Linked DNA regions of Hordeum vulgare: regions 2 and 3 are each linked to region 1. A link is a contact called in public Hi-C data. All regions are on one chromosome and are shown on one strand. The core of a region is the stretch at or near the end of the contact, and the rest is flanking DNA. Distances in the headings are between cores, read along the strand shown.

The links. Hi-C and Micro-C count contacts between places; a contact is called where the count stands out from the background.
Region 2: a contact with region 1 is called in a Hi-C map of seedling, with 3 times the contacts expected there. The contact joins the enhancer-like site here to the promoter of LOC123449567 in region 1. A contact is called at or near these places in 3 of 6 Hi-C or Micro-C datasets (leaf and seedling).
Region 3: a Hi-C map of leaf shows a contact between it and region 1, with 3 times the contacts expected there. The contact joins the promoter of LOC123447077 here to the promoter of LOC123449567 in region 1. A contact is called at or near these places in 2 of 6 Hi-C or Micro-C datasets (leaf and seedling).

The regions. Positions count from the first base shown.
Region 1 is chr4H:565,296,145-565,300,394 of MorexV3_pseudomolecules_assembly, forward strand. It overlaps LOC123449567, which reads right to left and starts at 2,007. Exons shown (of 5, transcript XM_045126832.1): 1 at 1,848-2,007. The coding sequence starts at 1,927.
Region 2 is chr4H:565,923,705-565,927,954 of MorexV3_pseudomolecules_assembly, forward strand. It overlaps the pseudogene LOC123450766. Among protein-coding and RNA genes, the nearest start is that of LOC123449571, 18 kb to the right of the region's middle. Within about 2 kb of position 2,192, at least 3 of the 3 cell types and tissues checked have open chromatin away from gene starts, as enhancers often do. A contact at or near this core is called in leaf and seedling, where this site is marked.
Region 3 is chr4H:565,810,102-565,814,351 of MorexV3_pseudomolecules_assembly, forward strand. It overlaps LOC123447077 (transcription factor ILI3), which reads left to right and starts at 2,006. Exons shown (of 2, transcript XM_045123643.1): 1 at 2,006-2,248; 2 at 2,454-2,921. The coding sequence starts at 2,144. The coding sequence ends at 2,606.

The DNA of each region.
Region 1 (4,250 bases), core at 757-3,256:
TAAATAATTGAAGCCAGGACTCTCATCCATTTAAGTTTTTTTTTTGCTATTGTAAATAGATTACATAGTAACTCACACAATGAACTAGGGTTCATACTGAACACCTGGTAAACGTTATGCTCTAAAATCAGCAAGAAAATTGCATCTGAGATCAATATGCAAACATCTTTTAAGTATTTGGCTACAATTTTCGGTTCTGGTGCGACCAGTATACCTATTTTACATGTTCAAATACTTGATTAGTAAATAAGTGTGTGTTCTTTCAATAATTTATATCTCAATCTATTTTGTTTCATGTGTATCAAGAGGTCCAAAATTGAGAATTAGTTCAACAGGTGAATCTAAATTCAAGAATCATTTTCACCAAGTAAGCCATGCATTTCAGTTTACTAATGCAATTTTAGTCATGGATCATAGATGTGAACATGGTTGGTTCCAGAAAACGGGGGATAGTTACATTCTGGTAATTTATCAAGTACAAAAGTGTTATTTAGAGGGATACTGTAGCCATGGCGTTGGTAGTCCCAAATGTTGTTTTGTGAGTGGGTAGTACAGGCTGAATAGAATAGAAGAGAGTGAACTGAGAGATAATTGCAGCCTATGTGTTTTTAGATGGAAAGGGATCGCCTCCACGGATCCATTGCAGCCTATGTACAGCGTAATGTATCTCTGGATGCAAACAAGCTCCCCTTTACACGAAACCTACCACATATTCAGATTCAAAATCAGAGAAGCTTGATTCTCAATGATTGGATAACTAGTAAATGAACCTTTACATTTGTTTACAAGAAAGAAGTTCCCTGAACCCGTGATCTATACTGCAGGTTCAACAGCACTGTTAAATGCAATCTATACTGCAGGTCACTGGAGGTTTCAGTAGCTGAATCTACCAACGCAGTAGCTTCTTACTGCAGGTCAGGGGACGTTCCAAGTCGGTAGCTAAATCTCCAATGTATAGCTTCTTAAGTAAAATAGAGCTAAATGTACCAGCCCAGCATCTAGACTGTAGAGCAACATAGTTAAGTATTTCTAAGGTTAAAGCACATAGCACTTGCAGAACCAGAATTCACACAGTAATGTTAGTTACAAAGAAACTAGGCCATCTGAATATATCGTTTAGTTTTTGTTTAACAAAGGTAGGTAGTCTGAATATATCATTTAGTCTTCGCTTCCTACTATATATCTCATTAAAGGTGCACCAACACATGATTCCCTAACGAACAAAAAGGCAGATCATATACAAATTTGCTAATACAACAAGAAAGTCTTTTTGAAGTTGGATCAAGCAATCATTTGCAAGCACCAATTAAAATCAAACTGGCCCTGCAACTGACATATTAAGTTTCCTGAATGCTTTGTTTGTGTGGACACACCCAGAGTTTAGAAAAGGCACTTGATCCATTCAATTACCAAGGAAGACCTTTTTCAATTTCCGAGCATGGCCATCTCACTCTTTGTACTGGACTTATATCAAATTTATGAAGCGGTCTGGGGGCTCCGTTCCTTTCTCTATTACTAGCATTATTAATAAATATAGGCCATGATCAACATCCTGATCATTAGGGTCTCTCTACCAACATAGGGCATTAACGCAAGCACGTAAGCAGCTAGGCATGGGATGGGATTAATTATACAAGCGCAGCAACAGTATTTGGATGAAATGGTAGCTGCAGCATAGCAGCATCGACAATTTGCGGGCAGCAAGCACAGGCGTAGCTCTAGCGAACTAAGCACGAAAGTAAACCAAATCATAGGCGCCAAAATATATCTCTACCACCACCATAAGAAAAGCAGAGTGCCGATTTACAAGAACACCAGATTGTACGAAGGAGGAAGGGGAAACTTACAGCGAAACCCTAGCGGGAGATCGCGACATTTTGGGGGAGAGCGTGGTAGGGTTGGGGGGTGGGGGGTGGGGGTGCGCCATAGGATCGAAACAGAGCGCCACTGGCGGGCAGAGGGGCAGAGAGAGAGGCCGGGAGAGGGAGAGCAACGGCGGAAGCAATCTGGGCGCGGCCGCACTGACGCTTCTCCGCCGGGGCCGAAGGCGGGGGTGGGGTAGAGAGAGTGGGCTTGAACTGGGCTAAAATGGGCCAGATTCTTTTAGGAGCTTGCTGGGTAGTTTGGATACGAACGAAATCATTAATTAGGGAGTATTCGTTTGAAAGATTTTACCCTTCAGGTTGTTACAAATGACGCATTGCATATGTACCACTTGTCTTAACCTAAAAGTTTATCTTTTTTCTGTAGATTCGTTTTTTTAAAACGTTTTATCTTTTAAACCGTGCGTCCAAATTACGAATCGTTTTCGCCGTTGGATTTATTGCGTCGGGATCTTAAAAACTAGATCCCATGTTGATGGGTTTTAATAAACTTTTTTTTCATAAAAAAAACCGTACCAAAAAATATATGCCTCCGAGATAGAAACAAAAACAGAAAACGCAGTTTTTCCTTTTCAAGAGGCATGGATGTGCCTCTCATGAAGGCAAATCCTTGCCTTTCATGAAAGCAAAATCATGCCTCTCGCGAAAAAATGTTTTTTTTCTTTTCGAGAGGCACGTGCGTGTCTCTCATAAAGACAAAACCATGTCTCACGCGAAAGTAAAATTGTACCTCTCGCAAAAAAAGAAAACAGAAAACACATTTGTTTCCTTTTTGAGAGGCACGATCGTGTCTCTCACGAAAAAACCCCCAGAAAATACGTTTTTTTTCTTTTCGAAAGGTAAAATCGTGTCTTTCACGAAAGCAAAACCGTACCTCTTGCAAAAACAGAAAACACGTTTTCCCGTTTTTGAGATGCACGACCATGGTATTGCGAAACAGCAAAAACTCAAGAAAACTAATCTAAAAAGCCAAAAATACATGCGAAAAAATAAAATATAAAATAAAATTTGTAGGAAGCGTTCAGAGCACTAGACGTAATAACGGATGTAAACACGCCAAGTGACGACGTGCTGGAATACTCGTTGGAAGGCTTTAAATAAAACGCTCGTTAACTAACGACTCCCGGATACCAAACACACACGGCCCTGAGAGAGTTTGCAGGATGGGCCTCAGATCCGCTACGTGGGCAGCCCATGTGAAAGCTCGTTCTTTTTTCCTCGTGTGAGAGAGCTCCGGGCTGAAGGATTCAACGCGGCCCAGCGTGGCGCCGGTGACCGCAGCCGCGTGCGACGCGAGCGCGACCGGGCAAGAGCCACGGCGCAACGACCCACCCACCCAACCGCCGTCGCACCACACGTACGTACGTACATGCGTGCGCGCGTCCCCATCCCTCCAACAGACGGACGGAGACGGCGGCGGGCAGCGAAAAGGCCAGATGAATCCAGACCCTTTTCGTCGTGAACCCAGTCTCCAGTTGGGCGCCAGCCAGGCCACATGACCAGACGCCAGCGACCTCGTCACACCTCGTGTGCGTACGTGCTACACACACATGACTCACCGCACTCCTCCGTGGACGGATGGAGCTACCGTCCAAGACGGCGTCGGTGTGGTGGCCGTGCCCGTGCTAGTATCATCATCATCATCACCATCACCATCACCATCACCATCACCATCAGCTGCTGCTGCTGCTGCTGCCAGTGCCAGGCGAGGCGAGGAGAGGAGAGCAGCTAGCCGCAGCTGCAGGCCGGAGCAAACGGACAGCAGAGTGGTAGCGGCGTGGTGGCGGTACACGCCTTTATTGCCGGTCCACGCGGGAGCGCTCACGCACGCATGTATCCCTCCCCGCTACGTTCCTTCTCACTCAGCAGGACCACGCCCCGCCCCCGGCCATGGGCATGCTATGCTATGCTATGCTATGCTAGCCCATCGAGATTCAGGGAGGAGGACGAGAGGAGCGACCAACCCCATTGAATCCGTCTGCCCAGCCGTTGCATTTCCATCCAAGATCTGCCATCCAGAGGACGCACGCACCTGAGAGCCGAGAGTTTCAGAGCCCGCCGCGCCCATGCCTGCCTGCATCGGCCGATCAGCGTTGCAGGACGTACGTACCACCACAGCCCTACCGCTCTGCCTGTGCCTGTCCATCTTGCCCGGGGTCCGGCCCGCCCCGGCAAAAAAAAAAAGCGCGGTGTACCGGACCGCGGTGGTGGTGGTAGTAGTTTTTTTTTTTGGCAGGTTTTCCTCTGAGGAGCAAGCACGTACGTAGTACTACCCGTATCGTACATGAATTATTCTGCGTTGCCGGCGAGCTGATGGATCGATCTGGGTGGGGTGGGGTGGGGTGGGTTCGGTACGACGTCGCCGTC
Region 2 (4,250 bases), core at 942-3,441, 630 kb after region 1:
TGGCGACAAGAACTTCTATAACCGGGTTGCAACTCACAGCAAAGATGGACGGCAATTTTTTCCCCAATCCCCAAACGAAAAACTATGTTTTCGCTTGTCCCTCCCCATACCCCCACACACACCTCCTTCCCCACCTCCCCTTGATTCTAACCGCACCCGATCTTCGCCAGATGGGACGCCAGGACGTGCGGGCAACGAGCTGGATACCCGGACGTGCGAGGGTTCACTATTTTGCCCGTACGAAGATGTGAAGGCTGTTTTACGCAGACACCACACGAAATGTGCGGTAAGGCCCCCTTAACGCCCGCACGTGTGGTGAAATCGTGACCCAAAAAGTATCATATTTCTTAAATTTTATTGTAACGAAAGTGCATTTGAGCTCCGGTGTAGATTTCCTGCAAAAGAAAAAAAACTCCGGAGTAGAAACACTTGAGAGAGACGCATAAACTAGCTGAAACTAGCTGTTTGTTTATGAGTTCCAAAACCCTGGAAGGGCCACCCGCCGGTGTTGAGGTTCAGGTTCAGGTACGTGCGTGGAAAGCAGAGCCGGAGATGCGTGCATCCGCCCCAAGACTGACTTGCGTGCGGGTGTGTCTGTGGGAGCAAGGCATGGAAACGGTCTCGGCTCCGAGGGAGCGATTCGTGGAGGAAACAAACTTTTTGTCTGCAACGTGAAGCCAGCCCGGCCGGTGCGGTGCGGTGCCCCTGTCCAGTCTCAGTCTCCGCCTAGAAATGTGCTTCACTTGTCTTGTCAGGCCGGTCAACACATCGGCGAGCTGCGAATCCCACAACTCCACAAGCCACGGGTGAACTAGTGCTAATCTATTACTCCATCCACGTGTACGTCCGTCCCTAGCTAGCCAGTGCAGCGAAGCGAATTCCAGCAAACTGCCCGGTGGCTCGTGCGCATTATACTCTACTCTACTACTCTATCTACATGTATGGTCTATGGCAATGGCGTACGAGACGTGCACGAGGAACGCATGCACGCCCGGCCGGCACGGTGTACTCGCACCTTGCATCTCATGTGTGGTGCGGGATGGTGTGACGTGCACCTTCATGCGGAGCCTGTCCTGTCAGAAAGAAAAAAAAGAGACGTGGCATGCGATGATGAGAAGGAGTCGGTCGGATCTGGGAGGTGCACGTACGGCCGTGGTCGCTATTACTGTTGCAGCTACCGGCGGCCGGCGGGTGGACTGGCAGGTGGTGGCCGGGGGTCGATGGGCTGGTTTTGGTTTGGCTTCCTCCCTTTCCCGGCGATCCACTTGCCTGCATGCCGGACAGCAGGGGTCCGGCGGTGGTACGTACTGTGCAGGGCCGGCGGGGTCGCTGTCGGCGTACCGTTGGATCCGGCACGGCAGCTGCTCATAAAAGGCGAATCTGTCCCGGCGCGCGTAGGGGCCGGCCGGCCAGTCCGTCGGTCGGGCGGGCAACACGGACGGACGGACACAGGCACGCGTTGGCGTTGCTGAATGCCGATGAGTGATGAGATAGATAGATGGAGAGGAGAGATGGTCCTGACCACCACCCACACAGATCTCGCTCTCGCTCTCCCTGTGCCTCACTCGGTCTGGACCATGCATGTAGCTATCCGGCACAGCGGCCCGACTGAACTAATAAACTCATCACGCCTGTGTTTTGCGCTGCAAGCGAGCGTCATGGCCAAGCAAGCGGCAAGCAAGCCACCATGGCCATGGGACGCGCACGCTCCTTGGCAACAGCCAACAGGACGTCTGAAAGAAAAATATCCCGAGCAAGGACTTTCCAAAGGACAGCGTTTGTAGGCTTGCGCGTCGCGTCCGGGCCGGTGTCCTGCACCGGCGCCGCGAGACACCGCAGGACGGCCCCTTCTGTTCGTTTCATTGGACGACCGAGGGCGACTCGTCGGCAACGGAAAGCGACGGCGAAAAGGTGGCTCGACCTTGACGGAGCGCGCGCGCATGTACGTGGTGGAAGCTGCGCCGCGCTTGCGTGCGTGCAGGACGCGCGCGCGGCCGTGGCGGTATGGCGCGCGACGCCCTGCGCCATTGACCGAGGCGAGCGAGAGCATGGGCGCGTCGACGGTGTCGGATCTAGTCTCCCGGACCGGCGCCGCGGCTGGCCCGCTGTCGCGCCCGGCGCAGGACATGGCCCGGGCACGAGGGGGGACGGACTGGTGAACCATTGATTCTGCTGCCTGCCGAGATCTAATTAAGACCCTGCCAGCCGGACCGGCTACAGCGACCACGGTAGAAGAGCAGGCCCGTATCGGCCTATCGGGTATACGCCTAGGTATGCCATGCCGATCAACACGTGTATTCTATTTTCGAGAAAAATGTCAATTTTAAATACTGAATTCGTAGAGATTCGGCGAAAATGAATCCCAAAGATAAAAAAAATTATCGATTGTATCCTGAATTATGCAATCTTCATCTGAATTGAACCCTGAAATTATTTGTCAAACCGGGATTATAAAGGATAGTCGGGATTGAATTTTTCGCTCAACGGGCCGGACTAGTTCGCTGGTTTTTTTTCGTTTTTTTCTATTTCTATGTTTATATTTTTTATGTTTTTGATGTGTATATGTCCTCATTTTTAAAAAATGCCCGTATTTTCAAAAAACTGTTTGTCTATTTAAAAATATTCAACTTTTTCAACACAATGTCGCAATTTAAAAAAATGTTCATCTTTCTGACAAATGTTCGCGCTTTCAAAAGAATGTTTCCAATTTTTAAATTTGTGAACTTTCGTTTTCAATAAATTTTCTCATATTTCAAGTTTTTCGACACAATGTTGCAATTGGAAACAATGTTCATCTTTTGTTTTGGATTTATAAAAATTGTCCGTGTTTGGAAAAATGTTCGGGGATTTCATAAAATGTTTGTATTTCAAAGAGTGTCCACAAATTTCAAAAAATGTTCTTGCTTTTTTTCACTACTTACGTAAAATGTCCGTGTTTCAAAAAAATTGTGTTCCTGTAATTCAAAACTATTTTAAAATGTTCTGCATATTCAATAAATTCTTCGTATTTTCAAAAAATGTTCTTATTTTCAAAATATAGTTGTACATGCAGGTTTTTAGAATATAGCTGAAATCAGGAAGGAACGTGGATCGGGCGGCAGTGTTGGGCTCCGGGATCCAGGGCTCGATGACTGCAGATGGTGGATCCTCGCTTTGCGATGGCTGGATCCGACGTGCAGTGCTTGGGGAAGAGTGAACGAAGCCGGCGGCGGCGCTTTACCAGACCAGAGGCGATGAAGCTTAACGAGTGCGTGATTGCGGGGGAGCTTGGCGAGGGCGCGACGGTGGGGCTCGAGAGGGCACGACGGCGATGGAGCTCAATGAGGGCGCGGCAGTGAGGCTCGAGAGGGCGCATCAGTGACACTCGAGAGGGCACGACAGCGGCAGAGCTTGACGAGGGCGCGACGGTGGGGCTCGAAAGGGCACGGCGGCGATGGAGCTCAATGAGGGCACAACAGTGAGGCTCGAGAGGGCGCGTCGGTGAGACTCGAGAGGGCACGGCAGCGGTAGAGCTTGACGAGGGTGCGACGGCGGTGGGGCTCGAGAGGGCGCGGCGACACAGGAGCTTCACGAGGGCGCGACGATAGGGCTCGAGAGGGCGCGGCCGTGGACCGGCTTAGGTTACCCGTCCGTGCACCAAACCCAGGCATTTGGAAAAATTTAAGTGGGCCGGTCCAACACGGAGTAGCGTGTGTGCGTGTTGGCATTTTTTTCGAACGAAAAAATTAAAATGGGTCGGCCCATCAGGCGAATCCCAATTAACACGGTGCGACGGTAGCCACTAGTTAGCTAGCGCTTTTCCGGGAGCCTCCCAGCGAGCACCCCCGCGCGTCGTCAGTTGACGCGTTTTCAGCTCCCGCCACAGGTCGCGCTCGAAGCGCTCCCTCCAGATTTTGTTTTTTAAACTTTTCACACGCGTTTTCTGCTTTTTAGAACAAAAATCTGATTTTCTTTTGTTTTTGTTTTTTACCGGTCATTCTTAGCTTTCTCACAAAACAAATATTCAAAAAAAAGTAAAAAAATGTTTATTTACGAGAAGCAAGGTTTTGCTTTTGTGAGAGGCACGATTTTGTCGTGCCTCTTAAAAACGGAAAATGCGTGTTTTTTTGCGTGAGGCATAATTTTGTTTCCGCGAGAGGCACGGTTTTGCCACTGCGAGAGGCATGGTCGTGCCTGTCGAAAACGAAAAAAAAACATGTTTTCTTTTTTTGCGAGAGGCACTTCGAAAAAAAAACATGTTTTCTTTTTTT
Region 3 (4,250 bases), core at 756-3,255, 510 kb after region 1:
CTCTAAGAGATGCCCTAAAACTAGTGTCATAAAATTTGGAAAGCAACTGAAACATGAGATCCGACTACGGGAAGCTAGGTAGGCGAATTTGGCGGTCGGCTAGTGTCGAGCTTGATTTTGTCCGGCGGAGATCACCAAAGGTCAAGGAAAGACGGCATGAATGTGGCTGGGCTAGAGGGGAGCCATCGGATATGGCCAAATTCGTAGAGCGCCGACGGAGGTCGAGCCCTTGACAAGGAGCAGTGGCTCGCCAACGGTCACATGGTGGTCGCAATGGCCGCTCATCAACATGGTGGGCGGCGGCGATGTTGTGGCCACTGGTGGAGCTATGTTGAGGACGAGGGGGGGGGGGGCGCCACCCCCCCCCCCCCCGCCTTGGACCAAACTCTGAGGAATATTTTTAGGGAAGGGCTTAGATGAGTTTTTTTAGCAGTTTACACCCCAAAATACTCATGTTTTTGCATTAGCCCCCCTAGCAATTTATACCAAGCTCCGCCACTGGTTGTGGCAACTATAGCGTCCCGCGGCGGGCCAAGAACTAGTGTGGGTCCTAGCGAACGTCTCAAACGACGGGGCTAGGGGTGGCCGACAAAGTCACGTCAGCGGTGAGAAGCGAATCGACATGGGGGGATGACGATCGGCGAGTGTTAGGTTCCTGCCACGTCATTTTTTATTTTAGGGCGACCGCTAGAGGTGCTTGTTGTAAATTTTAAGGTGTCTGCAAAAAGAAGTTACACCATACATATATATAGGATCACGCTATTCGTCACCCTGGATGAAGGATTCTTATTCCTCACCTAGTCCAATCCACGACTATGACTTAAAAATGTAAGAAAAAGTTTAGACTTGAGCTAATTTTACACTCTTGAGAATGGAAGTTTGTCTTCCGTAGTACAAAAAAAATGTAAGGTAATTTTACAACATGCATGATATAAAGTTACATTAAGCATATGATAATATATATGGTGGGGTAATATAATACGATAATATAATACTAAAAGCTATTTAGGTATTTTATATTGAAACTAAGGTAATTTTAAAACATGCATGCTAGAAAGTTCCGTTTTGCATGTAAAAAAAGAGTGACATGAAATTATGGCTCGGGGAAACGGCTAGGGTGAAGAATAAGTTAATTCTTCACCCTGGATGCCTCAAAGAGTGATATATGTACTTCCTCTGTTTCTAAATATAAGACTTTTTAAAGATTTCACTATAAACTACATACGGATGTATATAGACATATTTTAGAGTATAGATTCACTCATTTTGCTTCGTATTTAGTCTATAGTGAAATGTCTAAAAGGTCTTATATTTAGAAATGGAGGGAGTAGTTGAAAAGAAGCTAAGTGATGCACGCAACCATTAATTTAATGAAAGTGGTATCATAGTATGAGTACCATCTGAAGTATGTAAACAATTTTTTTTTACACTATATAGATATAAATACCGGTTCTTTTTACCCAAAGTGCCACAAACAGTGTGGTGTCAGAAATTCAATCATGTGTAGTCAACTGAAACTTGTGTAGTCAAGAGTATGCATTTTTTACGATATTTTTTGCATGATGTCTATTTATTGCAGGATGTTTTTTTGCAAAAAAGTCTGTTTCTATGGACTGCACAACTCATGTTTAGCTTCGCCAGAGTCAGAGATGCTCTTACTTACAACTTTTCTTTTACACATGCTCTCACTTACTTGCGATATTAACTCTGGCTGACTGGCACACATTGCTCGAAATCATAATCACAGAGGACAGAGGAGCAATGGTGCCCCGGCCCTGGGGTCCTCGCAGGACTCTCTGGAGCCCATGGGCCGGGCCTGGTCATCATTCTGGGTCCTTCAGTGTCGGTAGCCCGGGCCTGGTCATTTTGGGGCCAGTGTCGGGAGCCCGGGCCTGAATGAAGGCTCAGTGGGCCCGTGGCCTCTTTTCGCTATCAATGTGCTAGACGATCTCTGCCCCGTTCTCCTTCAAATAGCCGCCCCGGCTGCGCTCCCTGCCTACCTCCTCGTTCCCTCTGCTCCCGTCTCACTTAGACACTCACCATCACACCCACACACCCAAGCGCACCATCGGCTGAATCACCAGCTAAGGCTAACTACCAACGCATACACCAGCTGTGCCCTATCAGAGCCAGCAAAAGAGAGATGTCAAGCCGCCGTGGCAGGATCACCGACGAGGAGATCAACGAGCTCATCTCCAAGCTTCAGGCCCTGCTCCCGGAATCCTCCCGCCGCCGCTCCGCGAGCCGGGTACGTACTTAGACAAGCGCGCATTGGTCCTCCCGTGATCAGTTGCCTGTTCCATGCGTACGTCTGTGCAGCGCACTGTCACTGGCCGGACTACGGCTTTGACTGCACATTTCGTCACGGCGGCGCCGCCGAGTCTGAGAAGGATTAACACTGTTCTTTTTCTTCTTCGCTGTTCCTGACATGAATGCTATGCTACGCTGCGCAGTCGTCGGCGTCGAAGCTGCTGAAGGAGACGTGCGGCTACATCAAGAGCCTCCACCAGGAGGTCGACGACCTCTCCGACAGGCTGTCTGAACTAATGTCCACATTGGATGAAACCAGCCCGCAGGCCGAGATCATCCGGAGCCTTCTCCGCTAGCCGGATTCCATCCAACTTGGCCACTAGGCAGTAGCTACATATATATTAGCTCCAATTCATCGGCCGAAGAGGGAGACGAGGAGACAAGACAAGAGAAGAGAAGACAACAAGGAAGGCATAGCATTTTTTAGCTGCTTCTTGTTTCTTTTCCTTCCTGCTCCCCCGTTTCCGTCTCCTGGTACGTCGTTGTGTGTGTGCTTGTGAGGCCCTCATTTAGCAGGGAAGGGCCTGGCTTCCGGTATACTCCATTGTGTTTGATATATGCACCAGGTTGGTAGAGGTTAATAATATATATGGTGCCACTTCTACCGATTATCTGAGTGTATTACTACTCCATGTTGAATTACTACTAGCTAGCATATGTATGTTTTCTAGCTTGTAGACGTGTGTGTCTGTGGTGTTGTGTTGTAGGCATGTAGTAGCTTAGGTGCATCCTCTACCTATAGAGGTGCTGTTTTGTAGTACTATCTATTGCTAGCTTTGTCTCTGTTTTCCAACGGACAAGCTAGTAGCTATGCATAGCTAGCTTAACCACGACCGTGGACTACGGAGAACTGTCTATTTTTGTACTATCTGTTTAATTGTTTTTTTTTCAAGAGTACCACATTTTTATAGAAGGCAGAAAGTTTAATTGCAAAAAGGGTTCTGGCAGTAAAACGGTCTGTATAACTTACTACTTTACTAGTAGTACTACGTACGTACGGTCAAGTTATTTGGAGCAACGTGCAAGTGCCACATAGAAAAATGAAGAACCTCTCGTGCGAGCTAGGGGGCGTACGTGCGCATGTATATAATCGAAATAGTCGGTGTACTTGTAAGTATAAAAATGAGCGCGACTTTCCATGGTGCAAGAGCTCTATTACCTAGAGGGTCAAAGGCGTACTGAGCGTACCTCACATTAGGGTCTAAGTTCTTGCTAGACTTGATATTGGTGTTTATAATTTTTCCATATTTATTTTATGTTTTTGACAATATTTATTCAATGTGAGAAGACGTTCATGTCGACTACAAAATGCATGTACTGGTTTCATCAAACTTAAGATGTGTGTCAGCTAAGTAATTCCAAAGTGCTCATAAAGATAAAATGCAAATGTATATCAGCATATGTGACTGAAGTATGTAAAAAAAAACTGGATGGTCAAAAAAATTGGCTGGGTCCGAGGCTCCTTGAGTGATAGCCCCAGGAACAGGAGGTGTCTTCTTCTTTTCCGAACTTGGCCCCATGAAGTGTCAACTTTTCGCGTACAAGATCTCCACAATCAAGCACGGCGTCGGATCCCTCCAAACCAACTAGTCTATCGACATGGCAGTGCACGAACGAGAGCCGTCCGATGATCAGCAGCCAAAGCATGGGATCGCTGGCGTTTCCTTCTGACTAATTTGGTTTAGAGACGTGTCATGCTCGAAGTGGGTCATAAACATTTACTACAAATAGAAAACACTTGCATTCCGTCACCTGCATGCGTTTTCAGAGACCAGCACGCACTTGCAAGCGCCTACACAGTGTGGGCTTTCATTGTCCGTATCTACATCGTCGTCTCCAGTGGAAGGGATTGCTCTCGTTTCCACTGTGATGGCGCCCACGGTTTTGCTTTCTCCGATATCACGGACTGTGCAGGTGTATCCCCAGCTTTTGTTCTCGAT